Linked DNA regions of Mus musculus: all the other regions are linked to region 1. The links are chromatin contacts, called in public Hi-C and HiCAR-type maps. All regions are on one chromosome and are shown on one strand. Each heading gives the region's core, a stretch centred on a gene start, on an enhancer-like site or on the middle of the called end of the contact. The rest is flanking DNA. Distances are from core to core; before and after follow the strand shown.

Region 1 (3,925 bases), core at 915-3,414:
GGGAGGATAAAGGTCTTTTCTAAAGTTCTACAAAGACAGAAAGTCCTTCTGGAACATTCACTCATTAATTGCTTTATAAATCTAGGATCCTAGAGGGTTGTAGCTGAGGCCTAGGCTTTATTTACCCCTATGAGGGTTCTGAGAGAACCTAAATACCTATATAAGGGAAACAAAGCAGAGTCAGTGAAACTTAACTGTACAGGAGTTCCAAGAGGTCTGCTCATCTAGAAGCAGCCTGAAATGCCCCAAAGAGAAAGTTGGTTGAGAACTGAGGCCTGAAAGGGAGGGACTTGGACAAGTGTAGGATGAGAGTGTTTGAGTGTGGGAAAGGTGCTGGACTGAAGTCAAAGCAGGGCAGAGTCAGATGCTGGAAATAAAAGACCAGCTGCAAAGATGTGTTGAGGTCTGGTCAATTAGGTAGGGGTGAAAATAATGTGGTATCCCCAATCCTAGCTTGGGTGTATGTGTGTGTGTCTATATAGCTATATCTATAGATAGATAGATAGATAGATAGATAGATAGATAGATAGATAGATATCCCATGTTAACGTTACAAAGTAAGAGATTTATTTACTGGGTCTCAATGCCCCACTATAAAGCTGTCCAGCCTGCACAGTCCCTTAGTCAAATCCCCTCTCTTATTCTTCAGGAATGCCTTAATAGTCCAGAGTGGTGCACAGAGTAGGGCACTCGAAGGAATGGGCTTTGTTGGAATCTCCAATGGTAGGACAGAAAGTCCAACAATGCAGTGCCCGGAGACCAGTCCATACCAGTGTTGCTGAGGCAGGCCAGCCAGAGACGCAGAAGACATATGCGAACAGGGCTGTCTACACTTCTCTCAAGGCGAGTCCAGCGACAGGGAGGATGGTCCTGCTGTATTAGTCCCGCTGCCGCCTTTGCCTCCCATGGCTCATCTGGCAAGCTTAGCCCCTCAAAGGGGAGCTCAGGAGAAATCACGCCTTTGGGCGGTCACCAGTGTCAGAGGTGTCTGCAGCAGACAATGACAGCAGTCTGGCAGGCTGGGTATTTTAAGTAACTGAGAAGTTGTAGGATTTGTCTGCCTTATATATACTGTGTGTTCTTTACTACAACGACGGCCCCCTCCGCCTCTAGCAGGGAAATCCCCCCACAATATTGTGCCTATTGCTATTTTAAACCAAAGGCTGGAGAGAAAAAGAAAAAAAAACGCGCCCTATGCCCTACAAGGGAAAAGAGGCGCGTAGGGGGTGGGGGCGGCAACAAAGCGGCCTTGCAGCTCTAACCCAAGGGCCAGTAAGAGCTCCTGGTCCAGCCCGCCTGCAATGGGGGTGGGAGCCAAACGACAGACTGGAGGCCCAGGAGGGGGTGCGGCTGGTTGGGACCATAGGACCAAGGTTCCAGGATAAGTGGGAAGTTCAGAAACCCAACTGTGCTCCCTTGAGGAGGAACAGACTGTGGATATCTTAATCCACCCTAAAGCCAGTCTCAGTCTGGCCATAAGCGAGCGCGCCAGCTTCCTCTGCAGAGGAGAGACATAGGAGATGCACCGCAGAGGGGAGGGGCCACAGCAAGGCCTCGCGGGTGAGCAGCACCGGCCTAACAGCTGTTCCAGAAAATATACTACAAACAAAGATAAGGAGTTCCCGGCCTGCAAATGCGTTCTCCGGGTGCTGGCTAGCGGCGCCCTTCCCGGAACCACGCAACAGCACGTGTGGGCCCATCCCAGCCTCCCATTACAACCTAGAGGCGTAGCCCAGGATAGTCCGCCCGCCTTCCGGCCCTCCCACCCCACCCCCCAGCCACGGTCGCCCGGACCCTAAAGACTAACGGCCGCTGGGCCCTTCGCTGGACAGTACGCAAAGCGAGTTCAAAGAAAGACCAGCAAGAGGCTGGGACTCCGATCAGCCAGGCTCTGGAAACCCTAGTCCAGGAGACCAGAGCGGAGCACGCGGGGATGCACTAGACCTTCAGCAGGATGGCTCTTAGCTGTGTGCAATGCTTACCCTGCCAGGTCCAGCTCCCAGCGCTGTTTATTGTCTGCTGCGCTGCTCCGATTTGAGCTGGAGCCTCTGCTGAGAACGCCACCACTGCTCCTGCCGCAGCCTTCACCGGGACTACAGCAGTCTTCTGCGCCGACTACCCTTCTCCAGGCTCTGGGCAGCTCCCCCATACCCCCTTCACCCCGGACTCCACAGTTATAGGGTGGGACGTCCGTGATATGATTGGCAGGCATACAGTCCAATCATGACGGCTGGAAGGCATGCCCTCGCCCGCCCACTGTTTTCCTTGGTGCTTCTCTCTTTAAATGCAAATAAATCGGGCGTGGTATTGGCAGGGGGGCGGAGAGGTTGTCGAACCCCTTGCAGGGACTCCCTACTTCCGCTCCCACGCGGGGCGGGTTTCAGCGTGGCTACACACCCTACTCCCGGAGCTAGTCCCGCCCAAATGGGACTTGCCAGACTCTTGGAACTCGGTTTCGATTTTGCATACATTCCTCATTCCTTAACTTGGTGCTTTTGCGCTACTGCTCCCAGGTTGCTACCAAAGAGTTTCTCCACTCAGTTCGAGACTAGCTGTGAGAAGTGGGGGAGAAAAGGAAGGAGCCAGAGATTGTGGGGCCTGCAGAAACCTTTAGCACCATGGTTGGCTAATTATTAAGAGTGGCAGCAGGGCCAGGTGGCTGGTCTTCCCAGAGAGGAAATCACCTGTCAGGAAAGTGACCTGCCTCTTGGTCCTCCCACCCCCACACCACCTGGCTCCTTAGCCCTGCACTTTCCTTGCTTGCCCCAGGCTCTTAGGGAAGGCAAGATTGAGGTCAACTACCATCAGTGCTGCCTGGGAAAAGGCACTTCACCTCCGTTACTTAGACTGCCAGTAACTGGGACATATTTGGAATATAGACCTATACTTACCTTTCAGGGTACCTTTCACTTTTCTTCCCTAGGAAAATAACTGTTTTTAGAGTATACTATTTCAATAGTTGGCCTCTCACCTAAATTCCATACCTTCCAACGAACATGGAATGATTCTCAAGATCTCCAGGCGGGCAGTGGTGGCACATGCCTTTAATCCCAGCACTCGGGAGGCAGAGGCATGCGGATTTCTGAGTCTGAGGCTAGTCTGGTCTACAATGTGAGTTCCAGGACAGCCAGGGCTATACAGAGAAACCCTGTCTCCAAAAACAAAAGCAAAATTAAACAAACAAAGATCTCCAGAGCACACTTCATCAATTGTGAGTCTGGTCTGTGCAGATCCCTTTTCTAGATAGGGAAAGAAGTTTTGTGTGAGCCCTAACCAGAGGTCATACTGAGGAACACTGAGGAGGCCTGTCAGACCAGCCTTACAGGCTACTGTGTCTGGAATGTGGCAACGGGCCAGCTGAGCTTAGGCCTCTAACTAGCCTAAAGACATTAAGTGGCATTAGTAACTGCCAGTGCCAGGTGAGCTGGAGCAACAAAGAATCCGGTTGTATAACCAGCTCTGGAATGTACAGAAATCCCAGCTTGAAAACTCCTTCAATGTCTAAAAGGGGAGGGAGAAGTGAATTGAGGGTGAGGATCAGAGAAGGATTAGAAAACAATGGCAGTCCCCACCTCCAACCCCCAATGAATAGTCACCTGTTGCCCTGTTGGATCTTGTCTACCTTGTAAATACACAGAAGCTGAACTAGTGAGACGTGGACTGCTGCCACTGCCTGTGTGAAGCTAAGGAATTGTTGTGGCTGTTAAGGGCTGGCATCTATCTACTCTTCTTTCTGCCTCAGACTTGCTATGAGACCTTGGCCAACCTGGTCTCCCATCGGAGCCAATTATTCGATTTTCCCAAAGAGGTAAGAAACTTGATCAGTTCAACTCAATCCTTTCTATAATATTTCATGACCTTCAATGAGATTCTAGATATCTTCACCAAAAATTTGCAATATGAATCAGAATCAGAGTCCTAGGCC
Region 2 (4,051 bases), core at 882-3,381, 810 kb before region 1:
AGACAGGATAACCTATCTGGGTCTCATCCTTGGGAAAGACTGATTTGACTTCTCTCAGCAGCCATTTCTTCCTAATGCTGAAACCTTTAAATACAGTTCCTCAGTCTTTCTGTTCCTTCTTCTGGATGTTCCCTGAACCTTTGGTCAAAATTTGGGGGTGTCCAACCCCAGTGGTACTTATCTCTTTTTATAAGAAAATAAACATAATTTTGTTTTATGAAATTCTTTTTGAGACAGAGTTTTCCCTGTGTAGGTAGCCCTGGCTGTCCTGGAACTAGCTCTATAAGCTAGGCTGGCATCTAACTCAGAGATTCACCTGCCTCTGCCTCTTAAGTGCTGGAATAAAAGGCGTGAGCCACCACTTCCTGGCTTTATGCAATTATCTTTGTTCTATGTTTTACAATAAAACATTTAAAAGGGGAAATGAATAAATATCATATATACTTAAAAATATAGTGGGGAAAATCTTTGTGAGAGGGAGACGAGTGCTCCTTCATAAGCCAAGAGTTTTGTCTAAGGTCAATTTTTCCAGTAGACTGAAGCAAATGTTCTGTGTGTCTGTTTCTCCCTCCGTCTGTCTGCCTGTCTTGTTCTCTGTCCTGCCTCTAGTCACTTTCTGAATCCCATGAATGACAGACTGTGAGGACACCAATCCACCATTTCTTTTTTCCCCTTTAAAGCTGTTAATGAAGAAAACCCTCTGTTCTCTAAAAAAGATACCCAAGCAGCAAACTTGTTAATATTTTATGACTAATTCAATTGACTTAGAAGGAAAAATTCTAAATCTGTCCTGTGTATTAGAATAGGTTACTTTATGTAATAACAGCCCCTTAAACCTTGACAGATTCTCCTAAACCCATTTAAAGAACGTTGTCCTAGGGTCACAAAATGTTCCAGTACCTGTGCGGGGTGCTGCCCAGAAGTCTATCTTTACATTTTACTTCTCAGTTTTTCCTATTATTTTTCTTTTTTCTGCAATAAAAGAAATAAACCATTACCAGGGAAAAAGAACCAAGGGCAGGTAAAGGTGGGAAATAAATAGCACACAGCTGTGGCAGCTCCATAGTGAGCACTATCAAGGGCCCTGATATTCTCATGAAGTATGGAGAACATAGTGATCAAATTACCAGTCATCCACTTGGTTTTATAACGTCTTACTTTGTTATTGGGTTGATTTAAAACAAATGCCTACAACTCCACCTGGGAAAAGTAAATTGGATCATCCCCAGCTTTCTCCTCTCTGATTGCTATAATTTACAAACAAGTACATCCAGGATTTAGATAAAATATCAACCATTTTTGAGGGTGATAGTCTATTAATGAGAACTATAAAGGATTTTCTACACTTTAGAGGCCATAGTGGCTTTAATTGAGCTTACAGCCAGTTTCTTTTTACCTCTGCCACTGCATTGATTCCTATTGCAAACTCAGTTCTGGTTTCCGAACGAAGCTGAAAGGGCATGGCCTGTGATTCTTGTAGAAGTCCTGGTATATAGGTACAACTACAGATGGTTGGAAAGGTACAGTGGCCTTACTCCAGAGAATGGCCTGCCTGCTACTGTCCGGATACTTGCATATAAAATGATTAGAATAATTGTTAAAAATTGCTTTCCTTGGTAATTTAAAAAGACCATTAACCCCATCCTTAAAATGCAAGCGGATGGGGGCATCAATGGGAACAAAAAGCCTCTCGATTTCAAATTAATTCGTGATTTTAAGTTGCAATTACTATCTTGATTCATTCTATAAATCCCCGTGTAAGCGCTACTGACCTCCCACCCCGCTTGTTGCTCATTTTTTGCCTCCCATTTGTTCAATAGGAATTTTCGTTTTATGTGAAGATTTTAGAATTTTAAGTCAGGTGTATCTAAGGCTTAATCATTGGAACGTGGTCAAATCATTCTGTCAGATTGTGTGAACCAAAATAAATAGAAAATCTCGTGTTTTTTTCTTTTTCTTTTCTTTTTAAATTGTACTTGGAGACTCAGCCTCTGACTGAGAACTAACGGGGACAAACCTACGGATGGCAGCGAGGGGTCAATTCACCACAGGCGTTGGGTCAGGGGTGGAGGAGTCGGAAGTGATTGGGATTTGGGGGAGGAGATTCGCTCACACATTGGAGCTGAGCCTTGAGCGGCCATATCTGCCGCCGCCGCAGCTGTGAGTGCAGCATCTGCGCTTAGCTGCCTCCGCGCCGCTAAGGTTCGCGTCGCTCGCCCGTGGCCCGTGGCTGTTCCTGCCTTACTACCACCGGTAGAACCCTCTCCTCCTGACCTGCCTACCTCGCTCCTTCTCCGCCGCACCCCGGCTGCTCACACCATGGATCTCGGCAGCAGCAGCGACTCGGCTCCCGACTGCTGGGATCAGGTGGACATGGAAGCCCCGGGTTCGGCTCCGAGCGGGGATGGAATCGCCCCCGCAGCCATGGCAGCGGCTGAGGCCGCGGAAGCCGAGGCCCAGCGCAAGCATCTCAGCTTGGCCTTCAGCAGTCAGCTCAACATCCACGCCAAACCTTTCGTGCCTAGCGTAAGCGCAGCGGAGTTCGTGCCGTCCTTCCTGCCTGGATCGGCCCAGCCGCCCGCCCCCACAGCCTCCAGCTGCGACGAAACCTGCATCGGTGGCGCCGGGGAGCCTGAAGGTAAACGGATGGAATGGGGAGCACCTGTAGAACCTTCCAAAGATGGCCCTTTAGTGTCGTGGGAGGGTTCCAGTTCAGTTGTTACCATGGAACTTTCAGAACCTGTTGTAGAAAATGGAGAGGTGGAGATGGCCCTAGAAGAATCTTGGGAGCTTAAAGAAGTGAGTGAAGCAAAGCCTGAGGCTTCTTTGGGAGATGCAGGGCCCCCAGAAGAAAGTGTCAAGGAAGTGATGGAGGAGAAAGAGGAAGTAAGGAAATCAAAATCTGTGTCCATACCATCAGGTGCACCTAAGAAAGAACACGTAAATGTGGTCTTCATTGGGCATGTGGATGCTGGCAAGTCAACCATTGGAGGACAAATAATGTTTTTGACAGGAATGGTTGACAGAAGGACACTTGAGAAATACGAACGAGAAGCTAAGGAGAAGAATAGAGAGACCTGGTACTTGTCCTGGGCCTTAGATACAAACCAGGAAGAACGAGACAAGGGTAAAACAGTGGAAGTGGGCCGTGCGTATTTTGAAACGGAAAAGAAGCATTTCACAATCCTAGATGCCCCTGGCCACAAGAGTTTTGTCCCAAATATGATTGGCGGTGCCTCTCAAGCCGATTTAGCTGTGCTGGTGATCTCTGCCAGGAAAGGGGAATTTGAGACTGGATTTGAAAAAGGTGGACAGACAAGAGAACATGCAATGCTGGCCAAAACAGCAGGGGTAAAATACTTAATAGTGCTTATTAATAAGATGGATGACCCCACAGTAGATTGGAGCAGTGAGCGATATGAAGAATGTAAAGAAAAACTGGTGCCCTTTTTGAAAAAAGTTGGTTTCAGTCCAAAAAAGGACATTCACTTTATGCCCTGCTCAGGACTGACTGGAGCAAATATTAAAGAGCAATCTGATTTCTGTCCTTGGTACACCGGATTACCATTTATTCCGTATTTGGATAGTTTGCCAAACTTCAACAGATCAATTGATGGGCCAATTAGGTTGCCAATTGTGGATAAGTACAAGGATATGGGCACTGTGGTCCTGGGTAAGCTGGAATCAGGATCCATTTTTAAAGGCCAGCAGCTTGTGATGATGCCAAACAAGCACAGTGTGGAAGTTCTAGGAATCGTTTCTGATGATGCCGAGACTGATTTTGTAGCTCCAGGTGAAAACCTCAAAATCAGACTGAAAGGGATTGAAGAGGAAGAGATTCTTCCAGGCTTCATACTTTGTGAACCCAGTAATCTTTGCCATTCCGGACGCACATTTGATGTTCAGATAGTGATCATTGAGCACAAGTCTATCATCTGCCCAGGTTATAATGCGGTGCTTCACATTCATACTTGTATTGAGGAGGTTGAAATAACAGCCTTGATCTCCTTAGTAGACAAAAAGTCAGGAGAAAAAAGCAAGACACGGCCCC
Region 3 (4,150 bases), core at 1,220-3,719, 900 kb before region 1:
TCTCTCTAGAGAGTGAGGTACATCTTCAAGATCTAATTGATTCTGTGTGAGCCTGCCTAGCTTAAGACATGGTGTTTAATGTCAAAATGTAAGATGGCCTACACACATATTGCCTGTGTCCTTGTATCAACTCATCATCAGCCTGTGGACAACCTGGGCTCAGGAATAATAGTTACCTTAGCACCCCCTACAACTGTGCCAAAATACAGATAAATCCATGCCCTTTATTGTGTTTGGAGCCAAGGAAATTGGAAGAAAGGAGAGAGCCCAAAGCAAAGGGAAGCTAGCTGGGATCTCACCTTGCGGGTCCTCTTGCCCCGAATTATAGTCCGGGACTCCACGTTCTGAGTCTGGGAGCCATCTGCTGATGTCTGGGCTGCTGCACCATCAGCTTCAGAGATACCTGCGCTGGTCCCTACGTCAGCCATTTTGGCCTGATTTACATTCTGGGTCTGGGCATCAGCTCCAGGGACCTTAGTAGTGTCATTCCAAGCCTTAGCTGTCTTAGGCTGGTTGTTGGTCATCTCATTGGCACTGGGAGACTGAGGGAAATTGTAGGTGGTACCGGGGCCAGCCTTAGTGCTATTCTGACCCTTAAAGGCCATTTCAGACTTTTTAGCTGATTTGCCTGTGGGTGCTGCCTGGGAAAAGTCAGAGGCAGCATGTGGACCTTTAGGGGTGCCATTCTGTGACTTAAAGGCCGCCTTAGACTGATTCTTGGGCATCTCCTTGGCATTACGTGCCTGAGAGTAATCATTTGGCCCCTTTGTGGTGGCATTCTGGGCCTTAAAGCCTGTCTTAGGCCTGGCAGCAGCTGCTGAAACCTCAGTATCAGCCTTCTCATTGGCAGTTGGGGGCTGTGAACTCTGGGGACTAGCATTTGGCCCACTGGCAGCTGCTGTGGCCTGGCTGGTGGGCGGAGCCTCGGAGATCTGGATGGCTTCCATCAAGGTCTGCACAAGCAAGGCGCTGTCTTCAACAGAGGCCTCAGCCTGCAAACACAGGAGGGGCAACATTTCAATCTCTGAGCCTTACATGGCAGACCAGAGGAGGGGGGGGGCGCGGCGCAACGCAGCAGGGGAGCTGTAGACAGGCGTCACAGTACTCAGACGTGGGGGCAGAGGCGGGTCAAAGGGAGGCGGGGCGCGAACAAAATTTAATTAAGGGTAGAGGGGGCAGGGCAAGGTGAGGGACAGTCTGTGGCAGCAGGGGCTGGTGCGGAATGTGGTGCAAGCTCTGAGCCCCAAATGGGTTTAGAGACGGACTGGTTAGGCTTGAGGTGGGGAGCTCAAGACCCGAGGAGGGAGGAATCAAGGAGGATAAGCCGAGAGGGTGGAGGGGGAGTCTCGCGGCGTGGAGAAAGGGAGGGTGGAGGCGAGAGGTTGGGGGATGGGGCGACAGACTGCTCTACACGCGTCAGGGTTATGGAAAAAAAATGGTTCCTTACCCAACCCGCATTCTCTGGGCAGAATGCCCTGACTAACAGGGTCTCCCCTTTCTCTAAGCAGGGACCGATGGCTGAAAAGGGCCGCCCCTCCCCCCCATTCGATAAACGCTAGAAATCTGAGAGCCCGCGGTGTCTAGGCCGGAAGAAGGGCAAAATCAGATCCTGCCATTCGCGCGACCTAAGGGGCCGGGGGTGGGCGTAAACTGTCAGCAGGGGAAAAATGGGGGAATTGGGAGCGGGGTCCTCACCTGGAAGCCGCGGAGGCCTGCACCGCCGTCCGGTTTCTGAGCCATAGCTCTCGTCTCCCTGGCAAGAGCAGAGCCTAAGGGGGGGGGTGTGGGAGAGAGGAGCTGGGCATTACACTACAGAAGGAAAAGACATAGGACCGAATTCTGTGTGCGTGTGTGCTTTGATTCTGGGGGCGGGTGAGGTGCCGAGTCCGGGGGGAGAACCAGGCCTAAGCGGAGCGGGAAAAGTAACCGGTCGTCCCGCTAGACCATCTCCAATCTCAGACGCGGCCAGGGAAAAGCTTCAGCGCTGCCGTTTTGGAGTCAGAGAGGAGCTGTGGATGCGGTAGTTTACGGGGGCGGGGAGGGAGGGCGGCGAGCGGGGAGACACGGGCGTCCGAAAAGTTGAATTAAGGTTCTGAATTCAGAGGAACCATCTAACGGGATCAAGGTCGGGAAATAGGATTCGGGGAGGGAACTGGAGAAAAGATTCAGGGGGACGGACGGAGTTTCAAATTAGAAAAGGGTCGGGAGCAGGGTCTGAATCCGGGAGCAGGCAGAGCAGGGGGCTTCCGAATCCAGGGTGAAGGGACTGGGAGAAAAGAATGGCGGAAGGACGCCGCGCCAGGGGGGCAGATGCCCCGTCTGGGGGCGAACCTCACCTTGCCTCAGGGCCGAACCCCAATCCCTTCGCTGTTTCCTTCTTCGCGACTCAAGAGGATCGGGAATGGCTCTGTCCGGCTCTCGGCACCCGCACTCTCTCCGCGTCCAGGAGAAAATGCCAGCGCGGCAGCTCGGGCGACCCCGCCTCTCCGCCTAATATACCACCCACCGCCTCTGGACGCGCCGCGCATGCGCAGCAGATCACTGTCCAAATAAGAGTCCCGCTTGCTTTCCCAACAAAAGCTTCATCCCAGAGCCATTGTTGCGCATGTGCACTTGGAGGAGAGCCCGCCTCCTTGCCAGCACACTATCCCACCGCCAACCAGGTTGACAGTGGACAAAGGTTCCTCCTCCCCTTCTCCTTACGCATCCACTCCTTCAACAGATGCGCAGCGCCTTTCGGTCCCACCCCCTGGCCCGACACACCAGCCCCCTACCTTTCTCCGCAATGCGTCTATGCTCAGTCCCGCCCTTTTTCCCGAACTCTCTCTAGCCAGGTCCGCAGCTCCCGCCCACCCCCGTGTGCAGAGCCCCGTAGGTAGGCCCCCCGCGGGGGTCTCTTATTTCGAAACATGCTAGGCCTCTGCTGAGTTCACCCACTCTACGACGCAGAAACCTTAAAGGCCAGAAAAAAAAAAAAAACCATTGCAGAGATACCGGAGCAAGGGTCGCCCGGGGGGGGGGGGGATCTATAGGTTTCCTCTCACTGGACTCAGAAAATGAGCTTTTTCTCTCGCCCTTTTGGCAGTTTTTGCCCATCGAAACCCTTTTTGAGGGCTGGGTTAGAGAGGTGAGGGAAAGGCGTTGGGCTGTGGGGTCTGCCCTGGGGCTTGTTTTTCTTGCAGGCTGTTTTAGGGAGATGGATGGAGTGCAACATTCTCATTTAACACACCAGGTAGCTAATGCAGAAGCCCGGGGCATTGAGCTGGTACCACACAGAAAGGCCAGAACCTGCCCCAGCACCGCTGCGCAGGCTGGTAATCCCAGCACTCTGGGGACTCAGGGAAAGCCCTGAGTTCCAGGCCAGCTGTGCAACTCTGAGACTTGATCTAAAAGACAAACAAAACCATCCATGAGGGGCCTGGATTTTCCTGAGTGTAAAATCTAGTCTGAGAACAGGGGCACTCCTTCAACCTCTATTGGAATAACAAGCTGTCCTCTCCCCAATATTTGTTCCATGGGAATAAGGCTTGTGTTCTAGGAGGCCTGGCATGTGTGGGGACCCTTTAGGTTCGTTCTGTGCTCCTCTTAGTAGGCAGTCTCCAGGAGCGAGACCGCAGGCTTTCTTGGTGACTGCTGGAGCGGCCAGAGCATTCAGGTGTGTCTGCCTTGTTCTTGCAGAATGAAGCTGGCCTTGGCTTTAGAATTCCGGGAGGAGTGTCTGCCCTATCTGTCCCTCGCTGTGTGAGTCCCCTGAGATATAGTCACTACACTTTAGTGGACTTCTCTGAGCCTGGTTTACTCACTACTATCCAAAACAGGAATCCCGCAAAGAGGGTCGTGCCCAAGGACACACAGCCAGCTGTGCTTCCAGGACAGCTGGGGAAACAAACGCAGAAAGATGGCATACAGATGCGAAATGACTCAATCCAAACCCATCCGTTTCCCAAGTCCCGGGCAGACCTTAGCGCGTTTCCCATTTATTGTGGCGTCAGCTCCTGTGAGGAGCCTGCATAGGAAAGAAGGCTAATGCTAGGAAGGACTGCAGCATTTTGTCCCCAAGGGCCAACATCAATTCTGCCAGGCTGGATGACTTCCCTCATCTGTTGCATAGCAACCTCCCCTGTCAGCTGCCTGTTTTTCCTCAGCACTT

The links. A called contact is a pair of places that touch in the nucleus more often than the background predicts. HiCAR-type assays count read pairs that join an accessible place to other places.
Region 2: a HiCAR-type map of astrocytes shows a contact between it and region 1, with 3 times the contacts expected there. The contact joins the promoter of Gspt2 here to the promoter of Amer1 in region 1. A contact is called at or near these places in 1 of 39 promoter capture datasets (hippocampal neurons) and 1 of 115 datasets of contacts at active chromatin or transcription factors (astrocytes).
Region 3: a Hi-C map of uterus shows a contact between it and region 1, with 8 times the contacts expected there. The contact joins the promoter of Maged1 here to the promoter of Amer1 in region 1. A contact is called at or near these places in 3 of 39 promoter capture datasets (the 3T3-L1 cell line, cranial neural crest and liver) and 2 of 484 Hi-C or Micro-C datasets (cardiomyocytes and uterus).

What each region holds. Positions count from the first base shown.
Region 1 is chrX:95,442,676-95,446,600 of GRCm38.p6, forward strand. Amer1 (APC membrane recruitment 1) reads right to left here and starts at 2,165. Exons shown (of 2, transcript NM_175179.4): 1 at 1,983-2,165.
Region 2 is chrX:94,633,938-94,637,988 of GRCm38.p6, forward strand. It overlaps Gspt2 (G1 to S phase transition 2), which reads left to right and starts at 2,132. Exons shown (of 1, transcript NM_008179.2): 1 at 2,132-4,051. The coding sequence starts at 2,320.
Region 3 is chrX:94,539,556-94,543,705 of GRCm38.p6, forward strand. It overlaps Maged1 (melanoma antigen, family D, 1), which reads right to left and starts at 2,470. Exons shown (of 13, transcript NM_019791.3): 1 at 2,337-2,470; 2 at 1,696-1,769; 3 at 300-992. The coding sequence starts at 1,740.